Regions from separate parts of the Mus musculus genome. Here all the other regions are linked to region 1. The links are chromatin contacts, called in public Hi-C, HiChIP or PLAC-seq and promoter capture Hi-C maps. All regions are on one chromosome and are shown on one strand. The core of a region is the stretch at or near the end of the contact, and the rest is flanking DNA. Distances in the headings are between cores, read along the strand shown. Region 1 holds the start of Rgl2 (ral guanine nucleotide dissociation stimulator-like 2). Region 2 holds the start of 2310061I04Rik (RIKEN cDNA 2310061I04 gene). Region 3 holds the start of Notch3 (notch 3). Region 4 has its middle 19 kb from the start of H2-Q1. Region 5 holds the start of Abhd16a (abhydrolase domain containing 16A). Region 6 holds the start of Neu1 (neuraminidase 1).

What was found. Promoter capture Hi-C pulls out the DNA fragments that hold promoters and counts their contacts. A called contact is a pair of places that touch in the nucleus more often than the background predicts. HiChIP or PLAC-seq counts read pairs in DNA pulled down with a chosen protein or histone mark.
Region 2: a contact with region 1 is called in a promoter capture Hi-C map of liver, with 5 times the contacts expected there. The contact joins the promoter of 2310061I04Rik here to the promoter of Rgl2 in region 1. A contact is called at or near these places in 3 of 39 promoter capture datasets (cranial neural crest, hippocampal neurons and liver), 1 of 115 datasets of contacts at active chromatin or transcription factors (embryonic forebrain) and 2 of 9 other capture datasets (adipose tissue and liver).
Region 3: a contact with region 1 is called in an H3K4me3 HiChIP or PLAC-seq map of embryonic limb bud, with 6 times the contacts expected there. The contact joins the promoter of Notch3 here to the promoter of Rgl2 in region 1. A contact is called at or near these places in 1 of 484 Hi-C or Micro-C datasets (the HL-1 cell line) and 2 of 115 datasets of contacts at active chromatin or transcription factors (embryonic limb bud and embryonic stem cells).
Region 4: a contact with region 1 is called in a FOXA1 HiChIP or PLAC-seq map of pancreatic cancer cells. The contact joins the enhancer-like site here to the promoter of Rgl2 in region 1. A contact is called at or near these places in 3 of 39 promoter capture datasets (the 3T3-L1 cell line and cranial neural crest), 1 of 115 datasets of contacts at active chromatin or transcription factors (pancreatic cancer cells) and 1 of 9 other capture datasets (liver).
Region 5: a Hi-C map of B cells shows a contact between it and region 1, with 7 read pairs. The contact joins the promoter of Abhd16a here to the promoter of Rgl2 in region 1. A contact is called at or near these places in 1 of 39 promoter capture datasets (liver), 1 of 484 Hi-C or Micro-C datasets (B cells), 1 of 115 datasets of contacts at active chromatin or transcription factors (embryonic forebrain) and 1 of 9 other capture datasets (liver).
Region 6: a contact with region 1 is called in a Hi-C map of B cells, with 6 read pairs. The contact joins the promoter of Neu1 here to the promoter of Rgl2 in region 1. A contact is called at or near these places in 1 of 39 promoter capture datasets (liver), 1 of 484 Hi-C or Micro-C datasets (B cells), 1 of 115 datasets of contacts at active chromatin or transcription factors (pancreatic cancer cells) and 1 of 9 other capture datasets (embryonic stem cells).

What each region holds. Positions count from the first base shown.
Region 1 is chr17:33,928,342-33,931,296 of GRCm38.p6, forward strand. Rgl2 (ral guanine nucleotide dissociation stimulator-like 2) reads left to right here and starts at 1,553. Exons shown (of 18, transcript NM_009059.2): 1 at 1,553-1,703; 2 at 1,904-2,100. The coding sequence starts at 1,945. It overlaps Tapbp (TAP binding protein), which reads left to right. Exons shown (of 8, transcript NM_009318.2): 8 at 1-949.
Region 2 is chr17:35,895,948-35,898,902 of GRCm38.p6, forward strand. It overlaps 2310061I04Rik (RIKEN cDNA 2310061I04 gene), which reads right to left and starts at 1,431. Exons shown (of 6, transcript NM_001033630.1): 1 at 1,244-1,431; 2 at 1-125. The coding sequence starts at 1,315. It overlaps Atat1 (alpha tubulin acetyltransferase 1), which reads right to left. Exons shown (of 13, transcript NM_001142744.1): 11 at 2,441-2,520; 12 at 2,310-2,352; 13 at 1,648-1,968. The coding sequence ends at 1,794.
Region 3 is chr17:32,165,394-32,168,348 of GRCm38.p6, forward strand. Notch3 (notch 3) reads right to left here and starts at 1,497. Exons shown (of 33, transcript NM_008716.3): 1 at 1,283-1,497. The coding sequence starts at 1,400.
Region 4 is chr17:35,300,466-35,303,420 of GRCm38.p6, forward strand. No RefSeq gene overlaps it. Among named protein-coding and RNA genes, the nearest start is that of H2-Q1, 19 kb to the right of the region's middle. Within about 2 kb of position 1,421, at least 127 of the 459 cell types and tissues checked have an H3K27ac peak or open chromatin away from gene starts, as enhancers often do. A contact at or near this core is called in pancreatic cancer cells, where this site is marked.
Region 5 is chr17:35,087,732-35,090,686 of GRCm38.p6, forward strand. It overlaps Abhd16a (abhydrolase domain containing 16A), which reads left to right and starts at 1,560. Exons shown (of 20, transcript NM_178592.3): 1 at 1,560-1,725; 2 at 2,638-2,694. The coding sequence starts at 1,594.
Region 6 is chr17:34,929,746-34,932,700 of GRCm38.p6, forward strand. Neu1 (neuraminidase 1) reads left to right here and starts at 1,508. Exons shown (of 6, transcript NM_010893.3): 1 at 1,508-1,802; 2 at 2,171-2,363; 3 at 2,821-2,955. The coding sequence starts at 1,662. Slc44a4 (solute carrier family 44, member 4) reads left to right here. Exons shown (of 21, transcript NM_023557.3): 21 at 370-691. The coding sequence ends at 491.

The DNA.
Region 1 (2,955 bases), core at 303-2,802:
AGCCTTGGCTGGCTGTCCTGAACCCTCACCAAGCCAACCAGGCTGGCCTCGAAGTCCCAGAGATCCACCTGTCCCTCTGCCTCGGAGTGACAAACGGCACTGGACACCATGCCTAGAGGTCTTTTTTTTTTTTGGTTTTTGGAGACAGGATTTCTCTGTATAGTCCCGGCTGTCCTGGAACTCACTCTGTAGACCAGGCTGGCCTCGAACTCAGAAATCCGCCTGCCTCTGCCTCCCAGGTGCTGGGATTAAAGGCGTGCGCCACCACCGCTGGACTCGAACTAAACTTTTAAGATGAGAAAAAAGCGAGACTTAGCGCCACACTCATTTGATGCCCACAGTCGGGAGGCAGAGGCAGTGGATCTCTGACATTTCCATGCCAGCCTGATCTACAAATAGGGAGTTTCAGGTCAGTCGGGGTTACTTGGCGGGGCTTTGTTGAGAGAACTAAATATAAGAACACACATGCGTAGAGTCCCAGGGTTGAGAAGAACCAGTGTATGCGCCAGAGAGGCGGGTTCATAACCTGTGGCTCACAACCCCCTTTAAGTCCATCGGAAATACCAGACATTAGGATTCACAACAGTAGTAAAGGCAGTTACGAAGTAGCAAAGAAAATAATTTTACAACTTGAACTGCGTTAATGTTAAGAAGGTTGAGAACCACTGGCCAGGGGATTAGGACGAAAGGTCTTCATAGCATCTTAAGATTCTAGAGACCTCAGGGACAGCCCACAGCAGTAGTCTAGAGACGGAAAGGTCCATGTGTCTCCCTCGCGGACTAAAGCCTACCTCTCCAGCTCTCCATTCCTACCACAGCTTTTCTTTTGCCTGGTCCACCTTTACCATCTCCGGGCCTGGTGGGTCTCGGCCCTTTACGAATGTCCCCGTGTGGTTCGTCCTCTCCTGTTCGCCGGTCCTCGTGAGCTAATAAAGTCTTTCCGAGTTTCCATGCGGGCCTCTCATTCTCCCGTTTCCAAGCACAGCCAACCTCGGTCACCTCCCGGTCCTCGTCTCGCACCCGGGAGACGACATAGCCACCGTGGGAACCGCGCGCGCTCGGGCGCACGGTGAGAGCCGGACGCCCGGAGCGACGGACCCGAGTGGAACCGGAAGCGCCGCACTAGCCGGCTTCCGCCCCCTCCCCGCGAGTGGGCGGGCATAAGGGCGGCACAGAAAACCCGGCGCGGATTCGCTCCGTTGCACTCGTGCCGGGGCGGCAGTGTCATTCTCGAGCTGCAGTAACGGGGTCGCGCCACTGCTAGGGCACTTTCCTCGGCAGTTGCAGCGCCGCTCTGGTTAGAAAAAGTGACTTAAAATTCCGTGTTTGCCTTCCTGTGGAGGCTTGAGACAGGACCCTGGTCTCCAGCGTGTCTGCTGCGAGACGCGGGCTTCAGAGCCACCGAGTGGGGCTGCAAGGGACAGCGGAGTAGTGCACCTGCAGCCTGCGTCCCAGCCCCTGGCGTCCAGCACTCCCCTAGTCGCTCTCCCTGGCTCCTGTCCTCACTTCCTTCCCTTTTTGGCTCCTGCTGTCGGGCGGACGCGGGGAGGGGGGAAGCGGAAAGGGCGGGAGGGCCCGGGAGCCCGGCGGGGTGCAGGAGGGGGGCATCGCGGAAAAGCCGGGGAGGGGACTCGGTAGAGGGCCAGAGACCGACAAGAACAGAGGCCCGGGACCCGCGCGCAGCCCTCGCCCTTCCCGAGCAGGTCAGAGCCGGAGCACCGGGTGACCCTGCCCATTCCGCACTAGTTAGCCCCCAAGTCCCAAGCAAGCACCGAGGGCTTGGGTTTCCCCACTCCCGTATCTCCCTCCCCCAGCCTTCCTCAGGGACTCCCACCTAGGTCCCTTCTTGTCCGTCTCCCCCACGCCCGTCTGACTCCACCCAATCCCACCCGTCTCTCCCCAGGCGCCCCCATGGCCCGACCCCGCTGATTGCTTCTCTCGGCCATGCTCCCGCGGCCCCTGCGGCTGCTTTTGGACACGACCCCCCCCGGGGGAGTCGTGCTGAGCAGCTTCCGGAGCCGGGACCCCGAAGAGGGTGGGGACCCAGGTGGCCGGGCCGTGGGCGGGGGGCAGGAGGAAGAGGATGAGGAAGAAGAAGAGGTGAGACGCGGGTGGCGGGAGGCAGGGCATTAAATATTTCTGAGACTCTCCTCCTTTCGGTGTCTCTGGGTCCCTCGGTCTCTTCCTCCCCGCCTCACTCGCATCCCGCCCGCCACACTCTCTCTGGATATCTGTCCCCTGGCTGCGGGTCCTGGTGTCTATGAAGTTCGCCCTGTCTGTCTGCTCGGAACCTGCCCGTAGGAACCTGCCGGAACCAGAATGGCTGGCTGGCAGACGGGCTGACTGTGCCTGCGGGGCTCAGGCCCTCTTTGCCCATACCTGCTTAGACGGGTGCCACTGGGCAGTTGTATCTTGGTCCCTGTCTCCCTCCTCGTTTTTTGTTTGGCTGGGAGGGGTTTGTTTCCACAGTAACCAGCTCCTCAGACTCTAGGATTGGGGAGGGAACCCTCAGATTTCGCCGCCTCTTCCCCCACCCCCTGGTGCTCAATAGAGGGCAGCAAGCCAAGAGGTTCCGGCACCTGGAGAGATGATCCCGGGATAGGTAGAGCGTGGTCATCTTCGTCCAAAGAGACTGATAGGATGTAGTCCGCAGCAAGATTTAGGGATTCAGGAGGGTCCAGAAGTTAGATTCGGAGCCCGAGGATCCAGACTCCTGGGCCCCGACATTGGTAAAGTTAGGGTGACTAGCAAGGCTGGTTTTTCGGGATCGGTCGGGGGAGGGGCTAGGGCCACATGACTCTGAGTCTACCGCCCCCCCCCCCCATCATCCTTACTTCCCCTTCTTGTAACTGGGATTGGAGCCGCCACCTTCAGGGGGTCCCCAGTGCTGAGATTAAGTGGAAGCTGTATTGGGGACCTGGGGAAAAGGAGTCTCTGCGGAAGGACTAAATTTGG
Region 2 (2,955 bases), core at 181-2,680, 2.0 Mb after region 1:
GGAAGATGGTGGGTAGGAGGATGTGAGGGTGGTAGTGACCGGTGAGGAGGAAAAGATGGAGAAGTCGGTGGAGTGGAGTGGGGCCAGAGCGGGGGGAATGGTAGAGGTCGAGGAGAGAGCTGGTCCTAGGGAAAAGAGAACAAAAAGAAAAAAATCAGACATCTAAGCATGGTGGTGTAGGGGCTACCATGGATTCCAGGCCAGCCAGGGCTACACAGACCTAGTTTTAAAAAACAAAACCAAACAAAGGAACAAGAAATCAGCTCATGCTCCTCCACCCCAGCTGGGCTGATCAGAAGCTTCAAGTCCTACCTGCAGAAGAGAGTTTACCAGAGGAAAGGGAGACATGAGGAAAGAGCGCAGGAGGACAACAGCACCAGGGCCACCGTCCCCAACTTTAGAAAGAACACCTATGATTCCATCATTATCCTGGTTTACTGCTCCATGGGAGAAATGATGCGATCTATATATAACATGTATCAGGATTCTGAAATAGAGCTGTGCAGGGCAAAGAACATCCAAGTGAAGGTGTGAATAGTTCTGAGTTGACTCTGTTGGAACCTCTGGGCACTCTGCCTGCACCTCAGTTTCCAGTAAATAGAGGAGAGGCCTATATAACAGGATGATGAATGTATAAACTTCGTCACCCATAAAGTAGTACATAAACGGAAGCTATTATCATTATATATTACATATATATTCTATATTATCATTTTCTGCACCATTAAATGACAATCGGGCCGATTGCTGAAGGGTGAACTCGGTCACTAACGCTGCTACTGCAAGGATGGCAGGTCACCCGAGGTCAAGCCTGATTCCAAGTCCCTTGGCGCCCAGGAACCCCAGGGGCAGGGGGTCCATGGGGCCTGGCCGAGCCCTCTGGGAGCCTTCCCCGTCGCCGGGGGCGTGGCCGTGCTCCCGCCGTCCCCCGGAGCCCGACCCGGTGCAGCGGCCAGCCTTTCGGGCAGGACCGTTCTGCAGGTGCACCACAGGCCCGCAGTTCCGGCCTCTCTGCCCTGCCCTTCAAGTCACCTCCAGGCACAGGTAAGAACGGCGGGGACCGGGGCCACCCGGGATAGCCGCTCCCCGGACCTCACCGGGAACGCCGGCCCTAGCGGGCCCCGCGCCCCTCACACGTGCAGCACACGGGTGGTCAGGGGCGGCGGGGGCCTCTGCGCCTGCGCGGCCCGGCGCCCCGCCCCTCGGCCGGCTCTGAGGAGGGTCTCCGCCCGCCCCTCCTCACCTGGGGTCGCGCCTGGTAGGCGCGGAGGCAGGGCCCGAGGCGCCGGGCGGCCCCCGGGCTCGGACGGTACATGGTGTTCCGGGAGTGAACGGGCGCCTCCCGCGTCCCGTCTCCGTCTCCTCGCCGGGCAGCGCGCCCCGGAGCCGGCTTCGTGAAGGGGAAAGGAGGGAGGGGGGGGCCGGGGCTAAGGGAGGAAAACGGAGAGACCGTGCGCCTGCGCACAGCGGGCCCGCAGCAGCCCAGGCGCCGCTACGCGGGAGTGCGCTTGCGCACAGCGGGCCGGGGCGCTCCCAGGGCGCCTGCGCAGCCTCTTGTCAGGCCTAGCAAAATGAGGGGAGGTAGGACTGAATATAGTTTCAGGAGAGAGACTGAGGGGCATGTGAATTTGAATAATGACAAGTCACTTTTTGTCGGTAGCTATAGTGATAACAAATAAATACTTTTATTGCTCTGGTTAAAAATAACGATACAAAGGATCTGAGGCTGACAGGCCTGTTGAATGAATGAGTGAATGAATGCATCCATACTGAGGACTAAGCTTTGGCCATGGTTACCAAGGCCTGGTGCTGCGGCGTTCCTGCAGGTTTCGAATGACCCTGGCGTTCATTATGTCCCCACCCACCGTCCAGGACTGGGGGGGTGGCGCCTGGGCCCTTGGAGCACCTGTCTGTGTAGGCTCCTCCCCAGACCCATCCAGTAACAAGACCCGATCCTCACTGGCCGACCTGGTGGGCAGGGAGATGAAGCGTGTGTTAGAGCTGCTAACGGGGAATTACGCTGAGACAATTCTTCAAGGTTGTGGGTGCAGGGTAATGTACAGACACCTGTTGGGTTTTAAGGCTGGGACAGTTACCACGGTGTCCAAACTTAAGTACTCAGAGCACGACAGAGGGGAAAAACACCAGAATTCAAGCCACAAGGAAGAAGGCTTATACGACGTTAGGTAGAAAGATGTGTGGGGGAAACTGGTATCCAGTTCACACAGACTTAGGAGGAAGCAGGAGGAGTAGTGTTAGGCAGTGTCAGAAGGTGCTGGCAGCTGTTAAGGGGGAGGTGTAGACCTCACCTATCCTCCGCTTCCTGTTCCCCCTGCTTCCGTTCTTGGTTGCCTGTGGAAATACCAGGCATCTAGGGAGACTGTAGTCGTATGTGTGTGTGACCTATTTGGTTGGAGAATAAGAAAAAGTGGCTACTTACCTGTACCCAGGAATGAGGTATTGAATCCCCCATGGCGGCTGTAGTGGCAGCTTTGGGCTACCAGCCCCCAGGGAGTCCCCCTGTAGAAGAAACGGGAGATGAAGGGGAAGAGGCTCAGGATGAAAAGGTGGCATGGAGGGGTCAGAGGAGAAAGGAGGGATAGCGTGGGAACAAAGACGATGGGCAGCTACCTCCCTAAAGGATTCTTGTCTAAGACTTCTAGCAAAGGTAGGGGAGGGCTTATTTTATACTTCAAGATTTCCTGTACCATCCTGCACTGTTGCTTTGCTCTAACTGGGATGGTGTGTGATGTGATCTAATTATGTCAAAAACACTTGGGCATGCAGGAAGGAGCTTGCTGAACCATGGTGCCTGAATGTGTGAACTCCCTTAAAATGATTCTTTTAAATATAAGAACTCGGGGCTGGCGAGATAGCTCAGCGAGCGGTTAAGAGCACCGACTGCTCTTCTGAAGGTCCTGAGTTCAAATCCCAGCAACCACATGGTGGCTCACA
Region 3 (2,955 bases), core at 247-2,746, 1.8 Mb before region 1:
ATGGATTGGCAGCTATAAATGTGACCTTGAACATGAATGCCTAGCAGGTCTTGGGTGACCTATGCCTGAATGCACATCAACATGTGAGCAGCAAACACATAGGTGTGTCTTGTGTGTGCCAAGTGTGCATCTATGGCTGTACTAAACCTGTGCACATGCATTTTTTTCCCTTTCTATGTGTGACAGGCCATGAGTCTGCACTGGCCCCGCGGGGGCGGTGGCTCCTGCCCAGTCCTGCCTAGTAGAGCCTAGAGGCTAAGCCACTCTCTATGCAACTCTCACCCGGCCCAGCACTGAGTCCCACCATAGGAGCCCTAGAACCCCTGGCCACAGCCAACTGCCTATGCCCCTCCCCCGCTGATCAGGCCTCCCGGGGCAGGGGTGGGGGCGCCCCCTCAGTCCCCGCTCTGGCCCTTCGTGGGTCCCGCTTTGTCTGGCAAAGAAAGCGTGAGGCCGGCCGGGGGGAGGGGGTGTCTAGACGGCGAAGCCATTGTCCCGAGCGGGGGAGGGGAGCTCAGAGTGGAGGAAGAGGGGAGGGGGGCCCAGGCATGCTGGGGAGGGGCTGCGGCCACAGGGATGGGGGCCCAGAAGCTGGAGATGAGCACGTGGACCTCGCCCCTTCTCCTCCCGGCACAGAGACGGGGTCCCGAGACTACGGGATCCCGGCGGCCTGAAGAGGGATCGGGCGGCACGCGGGGGAGGGGGCGCGGGCTTCGCAAGGGCTCCAGCTCCTGCTTCTCGCGCTCCAGCGCCGGGTCTTGCAGCTCTCCAACATGAGACGTTTTCTCCGAGTTCAGAGCTCCGAGAACTCCGCGCCCCCTCCTTGTCCCCCCCCCCCCTTCACGGCCCGCCCGGGATAGGGGAGGCGCTTTTGTGCAAGGGGTCCTAGGCCTTGGGGGGTCCTTGAGCCCCCATCCTAACCTTCCCAGGACTCCAGGCAGAAGTAGGATGGGGTGAGCCTGAAACTTTTGGTACACCTCGCTTCCGAATTTCAGCCCCAGATTCCCACAACTCCAGCTCCTACTCTTGGACTCTTGATTCATTCAAGGGTCTCGATTCCTTGGGCCTCTAGGATCCTGCCTTCCCATCATGAATCTGTGCGAACCCCATGACTGATACACACCCCCAGCTGCTGCATCTCTGCCCCGGCTTTAATCCTGGGGGGGCAGGTCCTCTAAATTCCAAACTTAGGAGAATATATATATATATATATATACTTTTTTTTTTTTGCTTCCCCGCCCCTGCAACCCCAGTCCCACCCTCCGAGTCCCTGATCCCTCACCTGCAGCCCCCAGCCCCGCTAGCAGCAGCAGCAGGGGCAGCGCCCGCATGGGCGGTGGTGGCGGTGGCAAGGCCATCAGGCGACGACGGCGGCGGCGGCCCCGGGCCCCCAGCCCCATGGCGGCCGGCCACGACCCTCCCTCCTCCCTCCTCCCTCTTTCCCAGGGCTCCGGGCACGTCCCGGGCCAGCCTCCGCGCCGCCAACTTCGCCGAAGTGAGGCTGTCGGGCTGCCCCGCCCCCAGGCCTGGGCGGCTCGCCCCGCCCCGGGGCCGGCTCTGAGCGCCCCCGCCCCCTGCCCGGCCTCCTGGGGTCCGACCCTTCTACCCGCCAAGCCTGGGACTTGCAGACCTCGGTACACTCAGGTCTGCCACAAGAGATGCGGGCTTAACCTGCGTGACGTGACAGGTATCCAGCTCGTGAGCACATCCATCCTTATCCTCCAGCACACAACCAAAGCCAGGGCTCACACACACAGTCATGACACAAACGCAAACACCCCTGACTCCAAACCCTCTAAACCTGGGTGTAGAGAGGCCAATGAACAAAAGTAGCCGCACCCATGCAAACCATATAGAAGTTTCATGGGGACACTAAACATCAATCACCTCAAAACTCAGGCTCCAACTGCGCCACAAACCCGGGCGGGCAGCATTTACAATCTGGCCAGGGGTTTCGTGGATATGAGTCTCATGTACCTGTGTGCAGCTCTCCTACAATGTGAAGATCACAAAGGTCTACCGAAGAGGGAAAGGTGCTTGCTGCCAATCACAGACACCCGAGTTCAATTCCTGGGCCTCCCATGCTAAAATAAAAAAACCAACACATACATTGTCTTCTGACTGCCACATGTACCCCGTGATACACATGCACTCCTACACACACTGTGCTCGAATGCTTGCACGCACGCGCGCGCACACACACACACACACACACACACACACACGCTTATGTGCGCAAGAAATAAGATAAAATACTTTGTAAAAAAAATCCACACCAGCTCCTAGCACATCCCACACTCTACATGGTTTTACCATGAGGCCTATCATTTCGTTGCCATTCACTGAGTTTTACATCCAGGAGACCTGCAAAGGCTCTGAACACTCCCTCTGTGTGAAGTGAGAATGGAAGCTCTAGAGGTGCATTCAGGGGAAATCTCAGGAGTCGGGTGAAGGGTGCCGTTCTTGAACATCTCCATCACTAGGAGACCAAAGGACTGAAACAGAGGACCCATATAATCCTGGAAGGGCATACACAGACACTCCTGTAGTGGGAGGAGAGAACAACTTCCACAAGTTGTCCTCTGATCTCTACATTGTAGAGGGCCCATCTCCCCTCCCTGCCGCGCCCCCCCCCCCAACTGGCTACATAATAAATAAGTGTATTTTTGTTAATTGGGGAAGATGTCATGGTTCACACGGTCTCCAGAGGCAAAGGCAGATAGATCTGTGAATTCAAAGCCAGCCTGGTCTACCTAGCAAATTCCAGGACAGTCACGGATACACTTTTTAAAGATTTATTTGTGTGTGTGTGTTTCTCTGTGTGTGTGTGTGTGTGTGTGTGTGTGTGTGTGTGTGTGTGTGTGTGCACTAGTGTGAGTACCTGCATATGCAGAGACCAGGGAAGGCACTGCACCCCTCAAAGCTGGAGTTATGGTCATTTGTGGAATAGCCAGC
Region 4 (2,955 bases), core at 171-2,670, 1.4 Mb after region 1:
CTTCTCTGGGACTCTGTGCCCCTGAGGAAGCCAGGGCTTCTCCTGTTCACACCTTCTCTGCAGGGGAGTTAGGAGGCTCAGGCCTGACTGAGGCCCTGTGCTGCAGAGAAAAGAATCTCAGAGAGCCAAGGCATAAAAATAAAAATGGTGTCACTTCCGAATAAAATTATGGAGCTGCAGAGATTGTTCCGAGGTGAAGAATGCTCACTGCTGTTCCAGAGGACCTGGGTTCAGTTCCAGTTCTCATCCACTTGTAACTCAGCCTTAGATGGGTAGGGTGCCCTCTTCTGGCGGCCTGGGGAACTCCATGCTTGTGGGGCACAGACATACATGTGTGGGAAGCCACATGTGCCGTTGCTGAGTGGCACTGACTACTGCTGGCCACCACGCATAAAATTGGACAAACAACCAATGTGTACATATGCAGTAAAGTTTTTTGCAAAGACACTGCCTGGCCCAGGCATGATAATGAGGTTCTGTAAGGTACTGAGAGTATAACCAATTAGATGTGAGACATGCAAATGAGGTATGATAATGAGGTTCTGTAAGGTACTGAGAGAGAGTAACCAATCAGATGTGAGACATGCAAATGAGTTATGATAATGAGGCTCTGTGAGGTACTGAGAGAGAGTAGCCAATCAGATGAGGAACATGCAAATGAGGCATAGTGCATAACCAATCCGGGTGTGAGACACGCCTCTCCTAGGCCTATAAAAGCAGCACCAGTTCTGGGCTCGAGGTCTTTTCGCCTCTACAATCAAGCTCTCCCAATAAACGTGTGCAGAAGGATCCTGTTGCAGCGTCGTTCTTCCTGGCCAGTTGAGCGCGCGCAAGATACATGGAGGCAAAACACCCATATAAATAAAAATATTTTTTAAAAGAATGAAAAATAAATGAAGGGAAATAAGATTTCTGTAAAGAAAGAGATACCTGAACAGTATTGGGGGTCACTACAGCGCATAGGAACACCTCCAAACCTAGATCAGCACTCTAGGGACCCTTGCAGTAGGCGTGTACATCTAATGATGTGTACACAATGATCTTAGGGAATCAGCCAGGGAAGGGTGATTCCTTCTACAGAGTGGCCCCTGATGCTACTGGTCTATGGAGCCTGTGTGTTCGTTCATTTATGCTGTTTGTGCTGTATGCCTTGTTGTAGCTCAGGTGGACCTTGAATTCTTTATTTTATTTTAAAAATTTATTATGTACACAGTGTTCTGCCTGCATATGTCTATAGCCACCAAAAGAGGGCGCCAGATCTCATTATAGATGGTTGTGAGCCACCACGTGATTTCTGAGAAATCAACTCAGGGCCTTTGGAAGAGCAGTTAATGCTCTCAACCTCTGAGTCATCTCTCCAGTCCTGACCTTTCCCACCTACAACTTGATCCTCATGCCTCACCTCAGCATGCCATGGTGTGTGTGTGTCTATGTCACTGTGACTGGAGAGTTGGTGCTGAGTCACAATCTAGAGAGGAGCCGAGGTGTAATCTCGCTCAGAAGTTGTGTTTCAGTCCGAAGATCATAAGGACCCGTGAAAACCACAAACCAGAGGATTTGGGGCTGAAAGGAAAATCCCTGGCTGCTTCGGTATGAAGAGGGCATAGGCGACCACAACTCCCTACCTTTCCCAGCATTCAAAGCTCACAGCCACTTAGGTGATCAGGAACTGGAGCCGCTCCTATTCCTGTGTCCTGCTGCCCCCTGGCGGCCGTGCTCCGCATCGCAGCTCCCAAGAATCTTGGAGATGGACTGGGCTCTATGTCAAATGTCCCTCCAGACTGCAGACTGCAGAGTTCAGGAACTGCTGGCCAGCTTCACAAGCCCGCGAAGCTGTCCAGCTCACACTGAGGAAGGGCCACACTAAGAAACCGGGTATCCCCTGCACAGCCCGCCACAGCAGAGCATTAGTTGTTTTTCCTTTTGTGGTTGCTGTTGCCCAGGATTTACCCCAGGGCTTCCTGCCTGTTGACCGTGTCCTCACTGAACTACACACCGGCTGAGCTTGATGTGACCACACAAAGAAAGGGTCCTGGGTTTCTCTGGGAATGCCTTCAATCCCAAAACTCAGGAGAGCAGATCTCTGCATTCTTCAACCACATAGCAAGTTCCAGAACACCCGGGGCTATAAGGTAAAACCAGAAGCCTGGGATCCCCAGGTCTGACACCTAGAAGGGGGTGGTGGAGTAGGTGGGAAAGTTGTAACAAGTGAGAAAGGAGCATGGATGCCTGGGACGGGGTCTGGGTGGACTTAGGCCCCCAGCCAAGGCCCTGGGAAGTGAATGGGGTAAAGGAAATAACCTCAAATTACTCTTTTTTTCCCTTGACAGCATCTTTCACCTGGAATTTCCCCCACGCTGTAGATGGGACCTAGGGACGGCTTCCTGCCACCGAGCTGTGTCCCAGCCTTTACTTTTAAGACGTGGTCCAGGCTGGCCTTGAACTTACTCTGTAACTGAAGCAGGTTTTCCATCCAGTGCTTCTGGTCCCTAATTAGCCAGGGTTACAGGTCTGCAAACCAGCCTAGCTTTTGTTCAAGACTTGGTCAAGGTTGCCAGGCTGTGGAGACACACACCTTCAGTCCCAGCACTTAGGAGGTAGAGGCAGGTGGGTCTCTAAGTTCGAGTCCAGCCTGGTCTACAGAGTTCCAAGACAACAAAGGCTGCACAGAGAAACCCTGTCTCAAAAACCAAACAACTTGGTCAAGCATGTACCTTCACTCTAGGACTTGTGGGTCATGACCCCTTTGGGGGTCAAACAACTCTTTCACAGGGGTTGCTTAAGGCCATCAGAAAACAGTAGCAAAATTACAGTTATGAAGTAACACTGAAAATAACTTTAAGGTTGGGGTTAGTACCAGGAATTAAAGGGTCGCAGTATTAGGAATATTGAGAAACACTGCTCTGGTCTGCAAACTCCTTACAGAGGTGGGGCAGAGGGCAGCAGGAAGTGTCT
Region 5 (2,955 bases), core at 310-2,809, 1.2 Mb after region 1:
TAATTAATTAAAAAAAAAAGAGTGACCACTGACAAGCACATGACAGAATCAATACGAGGCTGCCTTAAAATCTCCTCTGCCAATGGCATTAATCCAAAACTCTCAGACATGCAGGCTGTGTACATATATGGATACACACACAAATGTAACTTTACAAAAGGGGAAGGGATTCGGTGTGGTAGTGATGCATGCCTTTACTCCTAGCACTTTAAGATTTATTTCTACATATATAAGTACTCCATCTGCTTGTATATCTGCATGCCAGAAGAGGGGATCAGATCGTAAGCCACCATGTGGTTGCTGAGAATTGTATGTAGGACATCTCGAAAAGCAGCCAGAGCCCTTTACCACCAATCCTAGCACTTTGAACAAGGTTTCTCTATATAGCCCTGAGTGGCCTGGAACTCACTACATACGTAGACTAGGGTGGCCTGGAACTCAAGAGGCCAATCTGTCAACACACCCATCTCTCTCTGTCTCTCAAGTGCTGGGATTAAAAGCATGTGGCACTACATCGGGCAGATTACTTCTTTCAAAAACTTAAAAAAAAAAAAAAAAGATTCTTGGGTTAGAGAGATGGCTCAGTGGTTAAGAGCACTGACTGCTCTTCCAGAGATCCTAAGTTCAAGTCCCAGCAGCAACCACATGGTGGCTCACAACCATCTGTAATGAGATCAGACGCCCTCTTCTGGTGTGTCTGAAAACAGCTACAGTGTATTCATATACATAAAATAAAAAAAAATTTAAATAGAATTCTTCAGAAGAATCCTGCTATTTCTTCTAATGGATACATCCCTAGATCTGTGTGTGTGTGTGTGTGTGTGTGTGTGTGTGTAACCCAGGGCTTTCAGCATGTTAAGCAAAGTTTTCTATACTTGAGCTACAAATCCAGACACTAGCCTCTTTTCTTGAAGTTCTTGTCAAATGCTCCTACTCTCACCCAGTGATCGTTCCAGAACATGCTGACATTAAGGGATAGGGTTTAAAAAAAAAAAAAAAGTGAAGCCAGGCGTGGTAGTGCACGCCTTTAATCCCAGCACTGGGGAGGCAGAGGCAGGTAGATTTCTGAGTTCGAGGCCAGCCTGGTCTACAGAGTGAGTTCCAGGACAGCCAGGGCTACACAGAGAAACCCTGTCTCGAAAAACCAAAAAAAAAATGTGGGGGCTGGAGAAATGCTCAGCGGTTAAGAGCATTGACTGCGCTTCCGAAGATCATGAGTTCAAATCCCAGCAACCACATGGTGGTTCACAACCATCTGTAATGAGATCTGATGCCCTCTTCTGGTGTGTCTCTAGACAGTAACAGTGTACTCACATAATAAATAAAGAAATCTTTAAAAAAAAAAAAGTAACCACCTGGGGCATTCATTTTCTTAAGTTTCTCTATTCAGAACAGCTCTAACTAACTGTAGACCGTCGCCCACTGCGCTGAACACTCCTCTCGTGGCGAGAACGTCAGGCTGGACCCTGCCACGGGGCGAGCGGATACGTGCTGACGTCACGCACGCACACAGGCACGCACGCAGCGCCCAGGAGACTACGGGCGGGGCCGGCGGGGACCTGAGGCCGAGGGACAGCGGCCCGAGCCGGGGCTATGGCGAAGCTCCTGAGCTGCGTCCTCGGCCCCCGGCTCTACAAGATCTACCGGGAGAGGGACACGGACCGGGCCGCGTCCAGCGTCCCCGAGACTCCCACTGCCGTCCCCGCCGCCTCGTCCAGCTCCTGGGTGAGTCGGGTTCCCCCCGGCGGAGAGCATGGTATGGTCCAGACCGCGCTGCGCTGCGCTCGCCCGGCGCGCCCACTGTGGGAAACGGGGGAGCCCGCTTGTCAAGTGGCGGTCGCGCACGCAGTCCGCCTGCGGGCGCTTCCCGGCCCCCTCCCAGTCACGCAGGGCCCAGCCGCCGCCTCTCTTTACGGCTTTGGAGGAACTCTTCCTCACACCCACCACCACGCTTGCTTTTTTTTTTCCCCCTCCGCGTCCCCCGAATGGCTGGTCCCAGTTGAGTTTGGAGTCCCCTGCGCGCACTGGCTTTTGCCCACCTACTCCCAATTTCTCCCAGGATCTGTTGACTTTCTCTTTAACCTGACTTTTCAGTTTCAAAAATGACTTCATGTCATGTATTTACTTGTGCGCCTTGTGCCCCCAAACCTAGCCTGAAAACCAGGGTCTTGCATTCAGGGTGGTAGTTTGCTCTCCAAAATGTTTTTGTTTTTATTGGTTGCAAATTATGTTTAGGAGGCTTTCCGAAGTGCCCACACTTAGCGACATTTTTCCCGGAATCGACTTACATCAAATGCTATTCCTTCCCTCTTAGAATTGTCATGGAGTCTCTCATTTTCAATTTTACTCCTCTCCCCATAGTGACACAATCATATCTGTATGGAGTTTCAGGGGAAAAAAAGGACCGGTTTTCCAAATGCTGCTTTCACTTTTGCTTCCAAGCCTAGCACCCCGTGATTGCTTTCAGGGTGAGGGGTGAAATGTCAGGGGGGGGGAGTTGAAGCTTCAGCAGAAACAGGAGTATCCCAGGAGAAATGGCCACAGAGGCTAGAACCAGGTGACACAGGTTAGGGCTTCTGGAAGGGAGGAAGGGCCTGTCAGCTGGCAAGGTCCTTAACAGGCCATCTGTTTTGGCAGGATACGTATTATCAGCCTCGGGCCCTGGAGAAACATGCAGACAGCATCCTGGCACTGGTAAGTCAGTCCCAGCATCTGCCAGTCAAACCCAGCCCTGGAGAAGGCAACACCCCAGGAGGTGAGGGGTGCTCTGGGCCCTGTACAGCAGAGCTTGCACAGAGGACCAGCGTATCCCAAGTGCCTACCGTTGGCATTCTCCCTTAGGAAGTCCCCTTTGTGTACCATAAGCTTTTTCCAGAGCAGTTTGAGCCCTAAGGATAACAAATTTACCTTTGGGATCGGCTGCAGGTCTCTGAGTCTTGCAGTCCCTAGTGACCT
Region 6 (2,955 bases), core at 258-2,757, 1.0 Mb after region 1:
ATGCGCAACCATTCTCAAGACAGAGTTGTGCTGTGGAGACCTCAGGGGCCTTTGTAGTCTAAGTCCTCCCATGTCCACATTCTAAATGTCGGGATTACAGAGAAAGCCACCATGATGGTCTGGCATGTGATTTTTTTTTTTTTTTGTCTTGTTATCACCCTATGACATATACAGTTATTTATCCCACTTTGTGTGAGAAAAACAGGTTATACAGCCTGGTCTACAGCCAGCCAGGGAAGTTGTATCAAACTGCCTGAAGTGGCCCGGACAGGAAACCAGGATGTTTGGTTTATACACCCCAGATTATTTTGGGGTACAGTGGGGTGCCATTATCAGGATCCACCCTGACGGATCTACTTTGCCTCTCAGTCGAGGACCTGGAGAGAAATGATGGTTCCCAGGAGCGGCCTTACTACATGCCCAAGGCACTCCTGAAGATTCTGGGCAAGAAGAATGAGGCACCTACAGGGGGAAAGACCAGGAAGAAGTGAGAGACTCATCGTGACCTGGAAATGCAGCCCTCCTGTACAGAAGCCCTGCCGTCAATGCCTTGAGAATCACGATTTTGTAGAAAACAGATTTTATTAAAGACTAATATTTTATATTCTTGATAAGTTTATGGCTTTATTTTCAGTGAAAACTTGCTTCCTTTTTTTTTTTTTTTAATTAAAATCCAAATTGCTATCACACGATTCAATACCCAGTAAGAAAAACTTGTTCGGTGACTGAGGCCAGGAGACTGGGGTGTAACTCAGCTGGTAGAGTTTGCCTAGCATGGAAGGGTCCCCGGATTCTGTCTATAGCATAAGCAGGGCTGGGACACATGCCTGTAATCGGTACTTGGGAGGTACAGGCAGGAGCACTGGAATTTCCAAGTTATCTGTGTCTGTTTAGAGACAGAATTTTTCTGTGTAGCCCTGGCTATCCTAGAACTCACTCTGTAGACCAGGCTGGCTTAGAACTCAGGAAGGAGGGTGGCTCTTTTTTCATTCATTCGTCGCTTTTTTTTTTTTTTTTTTTTTTTAGCTTTTCAAGACAGGGTTTCTCTGTGTAGCCCAGGCTGGCCTCGAACTCAGAAATTTGCCTGCCTCTACCTCTGCCTCCCAAGTGCTGGGATTAAAGGCGTGCGCCACCACGCCCAGCTGCTTATTATTTTTAACCTAGTGATTCTAATCAGTGTTAGTCATGTGCTTAAGGGCATTGGGGTCATCCACTGGGACGTGGGGTACCATGGGCACACTCCTAAAGAAAAGTGCCTTTCTCTCCCCTAGCAGCCATCAACTGCCAAGATCTCCTCAGCTAGGAGTGGGGCTTCCCAACCCTAGGGACTCATACAAACTAGGAAGGTACTCTACCAACTGAGTCATATGCCATCCCTAACCTGTCTCTTCCACAAGGGGTCAGTGCCTTTCATAGCCGCCGGTTGCTTTAAAACACGCCCCGCCCCTTTCGTCACGTTCTGGCGTTAGAGCCAGTCAAAAGGCTCACACAGACTGGGGCCGCCTCTGGGTCACATGCTGATGGACTAATTGGAGTCGCGGCAGCGCGGGCTGCGGCCCCCAAGGGGAGGGGTCGGAGTGACGTGCGCGCTTTTAAAGGGCCGAGGTCAGCTGACGGCTTGCCACCGGTGACCAGTTCCTGGACAGGGATCGCCGGGAGCTATGGTGGGGGCAGACCCGACCAGACCCCGGGGACCGCTGAGCTATTGGGCGGGCCGTCGGGGTCAGGGGCTCGCAGCGATCTTCCTGCTCCTGGTGTCCGCGGCGGAATCCGAGGCCAGGGCAGAGGATGACTTCAGCCTGGTGAGCCTTGCTGCACCTGCAGAGGTGGCCACTGCCCAGCTCGGCCATCCCTCCGCGTGACACTCCTGCCCCTCCATCCCCTCCCAACACCTTTGCTTCCTTGGGCCCCTGGCTCAACTGTTATGGGGTCCTGCCCCTCATCCCTGAAGGTTCCTTCTCCCCTCGCAGCCTCTCCTTGCTCAGGAGCCTCCAGGTTCGGCCCATACTATCCTCTGGGCTCCCACCTCTTGTTCTAGGACACCCTTCACCCCTACTCAGGCTCCCCATTACCCTCTCTCATGGGAACCCTGGCTGGAGCCAGTACCTATCGGTCTTAGGTACCTTAAACCTCGTGAAGCTTGTCTGCATTGAGGTGTCCTTCTGCGCAGGTGCAGCCGCTGGTGACCATGGAGCAGCTGCTGTGGGTGAGCGGGAAGCAGATCGGCTCTGTAGACACTTTCCGCATCCCGCTCATCACAGCCACCCCTCGGGGCACGCTCCTGGCCTTCGCTGAGGCCAGGAAAAAATCTGCATCCGATGAGGGGGCCAAGTTCATCGCCATGAGGAGGTCCACGGACCAGGGTAACAAAGGCTCCCGGGTGGAAAGAGCGGGTGCTGGGTTGTATGGGTGATCGGGGTAGGGAGTTGGGGGTTCCCTTCATCAATGGAGCAGAGCCGAGCAGACCCCGGGGACCACTGAGCTGCTGGGCTGGTTGGGGTCAGGGGCTCACAGCGATCTTCCTGCTCCTGGCATCCGAGGCCAGGGCAGAGGATGACTTCAGCCCAGAGATAGAACTTTGGGGCTTGAGTCCCTAATGAGTTAGGGAAACCAGAGGATGAATTTTGTCCATAGTTTCTGTAACTAAGAACCAAGGTACTGAAAATGAGAATTATGTCTCAGGGGAATTAGCAGGAAATAATGTCAGAGAAAGAAGAAACATGGTTCTGGTGCCACATTGAGGTCCCCGGGGAGAGGCAGGAAGTAAACAACAACCCGTACAATTTTCTCTCTGCTCTTTTTTTTTTCTTCTTCTTCTAGGTAGCACGTGGTCCTCTACAGCCTTCATCGTAGACGATGGGGAGGCCTCCGATGGCCTGAACCTGGGCGCTGTGGTGAACGATGTAGACACAGGGATAGTGTTCCTTATCTATACCCTCTGTGCTCACAAGGTCA